Regions from separate parts of the Triticum aestivum genome. Here region 2 is linked to region 1. Evidence: chromatin contacts called from public Hi-C data. All regions are on one chromosome and are shown on one strand. Each heading gives the region's core, a stretch centred on a gene start, on an enhancer-like site or on the middle of the called end of the contact. The rest is flanking DNA. Distances are from core to core; before and after follow the strand shown. Region 1 holds the start of LOC123070194 (peptide deformylase 1B, chloroplastic). Region 2 holds the start of LOC123065465.

Evidence for each region. A called contact is a pair of places that touch in the nucleus more often than the background predicts.
Region 2: a Hi-C map of leaf shows a contact between it and region 1, with 7 times the contacts expected there. The contact joins the promoter of LOC123065465 here to the promoter of LOC123070194 in region 1. A contact is called at or near these places in 2 of 5 Hi-C or Micro-C datasets (both in leaf).

The regions. Positions count from the first base shown.
Region 1 is chr3B:429,490,075-429,493,464 of IWGSC CS RefSeq v2.1, reverse strand. It overlaps LOC123070194 (peptide deformylase 1B, chloroplastic), which reads left to right and starts at 1,351. Exons shown (of 7, transcript XM_044493265.1): 1 at 1,351-1,642; 2 at 1,734-1,872; 3 at 2,460-2,652. The coding sequence starts at 1,435.
Region 2 is chr3B:429,766,434-429,769,871 of IWGSC CS RefSeq v2.1, reverse strand. It overlaps LOC123065465, which reads right to left and starts at 1,422. Exons shown (of 1, transcript XM_044488736.1): 1 at 1-1,422. The coding sequence starts at 482.

The DNA.
Region 1 (3,390 bases), core at 102-2,601:
ATCTTGACATATGAGATGACCCGCTTCTTCAAGAGGAAAAGGTCGGGGAGCACAAGCTTTGCAGCCCTCAAGTTATATATGAGCAAGGCATACAATCGTGTCGAGTGGGGTTTTCTCGAGAAGGTCATGAAGTAGGTTGGGTTTGCGCAAGGTTTTATCAAACTCATCAGTATGTGCATAAGGACAGTCAGATTCCGATTTAAGGTGAACGAGTCATGCACTGAACAAGTGATCCGAGGCCGTGGGCTGCGACAGGGTGATCCAATATCACCGTATATCTTCACATTATACTACTTCAGGCGGAACAAAATGAACACATCAAGTCATCTACTGTTCGTGGACTCACTTCTCCTGTTCGAAGCCAACCCGGAGAGCATCGCTGCAATCAATCAGATCCTACATGTCTATGAGATGGGCTCCTGTCAGGTGATAAACAGAGACAATTGTGCTATCCTCTTTAGCTAGGGCTGGGCATATAAACCGAAAACCGATGTCCCGAACCGAATTAACCGGCACCGAAGCCGAATTCACCGAAACCGGGAACTTCGGTTGTATGTCCGGTTGCCATTTGATGAAAACCGAATTTTGTCCGGTGAATTCGGGTTTATTGCTGGGGTAACCGAATAGACCGAAACCCGAGAAAACATAGGGGTCCGACCTGCACGTCTGTTGCTGTACTCAAGTGCTCTTTCCACTTCTCGAGTGCACTGAGTCCAACGGCCGCATCAGGAAGAGGCGAACCTGAGTAGTACCACAGTGAGCCACCGTCGCTATATATTTTGTCTAAAAGACAAAGTACTAGTAGTAGTACTTCTCTGGGGTACTACCTCCGTCCTGGTTTATAGGTCCCCTTGACTAAAGGAGCTGCCACCGCTAATTTTATAGAGTAAAGTTTTGCTCGGGAGAATCAATAGCAGTAGTGGCTACTAGTAGCTAGTACACAGACCTATAAGCACTGCACAGAATAAAAGTATAGATGCTCCTGCTGCTAGTATGTGTACTGTACATTCATCAGAATAGAGGTAGTGATTCCGTCTGTTATTTACTCGGTGCTGTTCGGTAGAACCGACGACCAAACCGAAATTTCGGTGCAGAGAATCATCAGTTAGCTAATATTCTACTGACCGATCGGTCTGTGCTTTGCCAAAACCGAAATTTTGAATTGACCGAGGAACCGATCCGATCGGTTCGGGGGAACCGAACGCCCAGCCCTCTTTAGCCGCATATATAAAAACAGGAGTTTTAGTCGTAGGGAAAAACAAGCAACAGGTCGTATTTTTCAGATATAAAATAACTGGACGGGCTACAGCCGTCCGATCACGTCGACCTTTTTCTTTGAATGCAATCGGATCACGTCGACCTTGTGGTGCCCGCACAACTCTCCAACGGGGAAAAAAAATCGAACCAGGCCACGAGAAGGGACAGGCCACTACCATGGCGACCGCGTGCTTCCACCTTCGCCTCTGCCCCCGCTTCCGCGCCTTCGCGTCCTTCTCCTCTCGCCCCCTCCTCGCTACCCACCCCAGGACCCTTCCCCTACGACGCACCGGCCCGGCTACGCCGCTCGCCGCCCGCACGCGCCGCGGGTTCGGCTCCTCCATGGCCGCCGCCCCGCCCAACGAGGATGACGACTTTGCCACAGGTTAGCAGCCGCTTCCAGGAACTCTTCGTTACTCGGATTGTAGCTTATATCTCTAATTCTCTTACTACGTTGTTGTTATTGCACGGTGTAGCTGCGGACCTGCGGTTCGACCAGCCGCTCAAGGTAGTGCAGTACCCCGACCCCGTCCTGCGCGCACGCAACAAGCGCATCAACACCTTCGACGACAACCTTCGCTCCCTCGCGGACGAGATGTTTGATGTCATGTACAAGTGAGTCTGGACGTAAAGCCATGTGCCTTTTACCTTGCCTCTGCTGTGCGCACCGGAGCTGTTTGATGAAATGCACATGAGGTTGCCGTGCCACTTTCTTTACTAAATATATGCACGGTATCGTTAATTTGAGCACCACTGGCTTGTAGAAGTCCATATAGTGCTCTGATTTTTGCCTCTTCCTGTATACACTGACTTTCCATACACCCCCAGAGTCGCTAGGTGGTTAGGGACCTTGACACTATCAACCGATAGACAAGAGATGCACATGTGTGCACATCTCCTACGTTCTCTAGTATTTTATATGCATTGCTCTTGTCAAATTAGCAAATTGAGGTGTCATTTATACTCATGAGGCTATCTGAGGCTCTGAGCCCTGGAATGGTCAGGTAGTTGTGCATGAGTGCACATGGTGCTACTGCTATAGTTAATATTTTTTTTTATCTGGGCTATATGTCATATTACTCATTTACTTATGGTGGACCTGAAATGCCTTAGTCATATTCTAGTGGGTGCAAATATCCCGTCATAACCTCATAGGCCTCTCCGCTGTTTTTAGAAAGGATTGACCTGGTTTCATGCTACAGGACTGATGGCATTGGTCTCTCGGCACCACAAGTTGGAGTGAACGTGCAGCTCATGGTATTCAACCCAGCTGGGGTGAAAGGGGAAGGAGAGGAAATTGTCCTTGTCAACCCAGTAGTTTACAAGTTCTCAAAGCGATTGTCAGTCTATGAAGAAGGGTGCTTGTCGTTCCCTGGAATATATGCCAATGTGCTGGTGAGAGTAGCCTTTATCTTTGCTCTTATTAAGATCTAAGTTGTTGGCTGTGTCTGTTCACCTCTTGAGTTACTAGCAATTACTGGTTGCCATCCATTCTATGGAGGACATACGGTTGAGTCAATTATATATTTTTGAGATAACTTTTCAACATTTGCACAAAACCCAGGTGCTATGGTGGCATAAGCATTTAACTGATAACTAGATGATACCCTGCGTGTTGCTGCAAGAATTGATTGAAATACATTTTAAGTAGATGTAGTTGTATGTGATATAAATTTTAAATTAAGAATATAACTAAAATTTGAAATACTATATTTTGGTTAGATTTAGTTCTTTTCGGATAGGAAATTTAAATTTGTAATATAAGAACTAAATTTGAAATACATATGATTTACTATATTTAGTTATTGAGCTGAGTCTTTTCTCATGCATATTTGTATGTTGACTTGTTGAGACTGGGCCTTTTCATGCATGTGTGCATGTTTAGGGAAATAGATTAGTGGGGGCTAACTATTTAGATATAGAAGATATGTACAGAAATAACTTATGTGGAAAAGCACACGCATTAGCTAGTCTCGACACCAATACCAGCTCTGTTCTTGTTTGATAGCGAGAAAGATACATCTTTCATGTGTTGAATTTAATATTTGTCTCATTTGTCATGTGTTGCTTAATTCCAAATTCTGTATATTGTTATAGAAAAAATCCACTCTACAACCCTGAACTATTGCAGGA
Region 2 (3,438 bases), core at 173-2,672, 280 kb before region 1:
CCGAAGCCCCAGTGGCCGACGTCGTACATCTCCATCCACGCCTTCTCCGTCACGCTCACCCTCATCCTGCCATCCCCGAGCAAATTTACATCATTGGTGTTCTCCCACCAACCCGAGGCGGCAGTCCGGCTCATCCCGCCCCAGTCCCCCTCCTTGCTCGCCCGCGCGGCGCCGCCACTGCCGCCCAGCCCCTCCACCTGGTACAGCTGGTCGTCCAGGTCCCGGACGCGCCTCGTCTTCCGCAGCACGCCCCTGCTGATACGCCGCGTCTTGGCGCGCCTGACCCATCGCCGGCCGGCCACGTAGGGCGCCTTGACGAGCGCCAGCGTGAAGCAGCTCACCACGGCGCACGGGCAGCAGCACAGTGCCACGCAGTTGGCCACGGCCGACGCGCCGCATGTCCCGCATGACTGCCTGGCGGAGCGTCGCGCGGGCTCCTCCTCGCAGAGTGCGGGGAACCGGTACGGTGGTGACGACGCCATTGCCACCGGCCGAACGCGCCGACGGTACGTAGACTCGGCCAGTATGAGAGGAGTCGCTGACTTCTTGCCTGGAATCAACAAAGGAAGTAGTACATGGTCAGCGAATGTCGTTATCGATGGGTTGGAGACAGTAATTAAGCTGTGATTCAGTAGTACAATGTCACGCCAGCATGATATTATAATCTGTGAAGCAGACTGGAGACCCGGTGCAATGGACTGATGGTTTTGGTTTGAACGACAGCGCAGTGCTGGCCGGATAACCGCGTGTACTGCCTTTTAAAATGTGCTACAGTATAGACGTAGTTGTAGCTAACTACTTATATATCTAGAGACAAAAAAACAAATCATTTCGACAGAAGAAGAGAAGAGCAATCCTAGGTCTGGCGGAAAATACCCAAATACTAGGATAGAACATTTGGAAGATGATATGGGAAGCACGTCTCGGAACTCCCCTTTTTCCTTCTGCAAACACGTTCGTGACGACGACCACCAGGAATCGTTCCCTCTTGATCTCTTCCTTCCGCAAATAAACACTGACTTAGGTCAAGGCATGCACAAGTCGATCGAATCGAATCGAATCAGCGATACATTCGGCTTCCCAAACTAATAACATGTTCAACAAATGCGAAGAAACGCAGGAAAACGAAACGATCGATGCTTCTTACAGCATTACCGGGCAATTGGGTCGCAAGAAAGCTAAACGCGGGACTTATGTCCTGATAAGAGAAATCACTAACCACGCATGGGCATGTCATATTCAGCGAGCGTAGCGAGAATTCGGACTCACCTGGGAATGGAGGGAGATGGAAACCTGAGGATCTCGACTCTCCCGCGGCTATCTACGCGCGGGCGAGGACTACGGCTACCGGCACTAGGAACCTGCCGGCCGCACGCGTCGTCGCGACGGTTGAGAGGAAAGAAGACGCGAGGGAGAGATGTCTTGCAAGGGGGCGGAATGGAATAAGCTTGCAAACGGAGAAGGGTTTTAAGCAGGCTGGAGAATGATAGACGTGGGATAAACTAGAATTGAACTGTTGCGATTGCAAGTAATTCAAAAGAAAAAAGAATGCTGAACTGTCAACTTATGGCAGATTGACTCTTCTGCCATGTATGTGGCTTTCATGTTTTTTTTTTGGGTTCGTTGGCAAACACAAACTATTGTTGGAAACTGACTGTTTCGTTATGTCATAGCAGCCTTCTCTTATCCTTTTTACAGCAAGAAAAATAGCTCCTCATTCATTACTTATTATCCATGCATGCTTTTGGCAGCTTTTGACAAGGTTGCATACCCATCCACTATATCTTTTGAACTGAATGTTCAACTTATATTTCGTTTCATCTTTAAATTTGAATCTACTATAGAACCGAAAGTCCAATTTATATTTCGTTTGCATATTCGTGTTCCTTGCCACGAGGACTTTCAAACAAGATAAAACCTAAAAACATTTTGAGAACATTAATTCTTTTGCCAAGTTTCAAATGTCAATACTTGGTAGTTGCAATATTAAGTCTTACTAGGTTTCGTAAAGTTTTAGAGCATCTATAGCCGGACTGAACAAATTTGGCCCCTCAAACGTCGGCGGACGCGCCCGGTTAGCGTCTGGGCTTGTCCACTTTGGCTTCCTATTTTTTCGTTCACGCAGCCATGTCCATCACTTTTGTTCTTATATGTCCTGTCACCGGTATGTGATTGTTGGAGAAGGAGAGAGAGAAAGAAAATAAATAATAAGGAAAGAAAAAAGATGCTCTATGGCGGGCCCAATCCTATGTGACGAACGTAGAACCACTGACGGACAAACCCAGGCACTCCGCATACTCATCTCATATATGAGATGAATATGAGGGTTGCCGGACAGCTCGAACATTTAAGGAGGCTTTGAGGGGTCCGGTTGGATCAATTTTTTGCTTCTCTCTCATGTCCAGCTAGTGGTCCCTACGTCCGCCTGGTCAATTTAAGGAGTCCTGCTATAGATGTTCTTATCAAGTTTCATTTGCTTTTATGGTTTAGGGTTTAAGGCTTGTGGGTTAGGGTTTAGGGTTTTAAGGTTGCGGGGTTAAATTCTAGTATCTGAAACTTGGTGAATTTATCATTCGATAAGTTTTAGTAGTTGAAACTTGTTAAGTTTTGAAAAGTTGTCAAAGGTATTTAAAAAGTGATCATGTTTCAAAGCCCTTGCCACAAGGAAAACAAATATGCAAATGAACTATAAATTAATATTTTGGTTAAAATATATAATGGATTGAAATTTGAAAGTCAAAAATAAAAATATCAGAGGAGGGATTGTGGAGCTACCAAAAGATACAAAAAGTTGCAAGCATCGACCTCATCAAAGGTAATTAAGGGCTAAAGCGCATGCAAAAAGTAAACCACGAGACAATCTGATGGCCACAAATATGCGTGCCACAAATCGCTTCTCACCATACACCTTCCCATGGGAGAATCTAACCAAGTAGTATATTCATAGGTCACACCATTCGCTCCATGTGGGCAATTTTCAAATTATATCCTGCCGAAATCCATGTATAAGTTAGAGAATCTATAGTCGGACATCCCTCAAACGCTCGGGCGGACAACCCGGTCACTAACCGGTCACAAAAATTCAACCCAGACAGGTGCCCCAACCGGGTCTCAAGCGCCTGGACTGGCCGGCACCCCTCATATCCAGCCAAAATATGGGGCAGAATTGGGGGTAGCCAGGCATGTTCGTCACGTCGGACTGATGACGGAGTCCCACACAGAATCGCCTGACGACGCCATAGACATATGGTAGGGTCATAGGCCTGACCTATACACCCCATCCAAGGTCTCTACCCTAGAAGCAAAGACATTCAAAGCACAACAGGAAGTATCAACTGAAGCCACCGAGTGCAATCCACTCGACCAGTCACCTCACCCGGATACCCCCACTTCACTCGACCTGGATGGAGTCATTCGACCATACACGAATCCACTCAG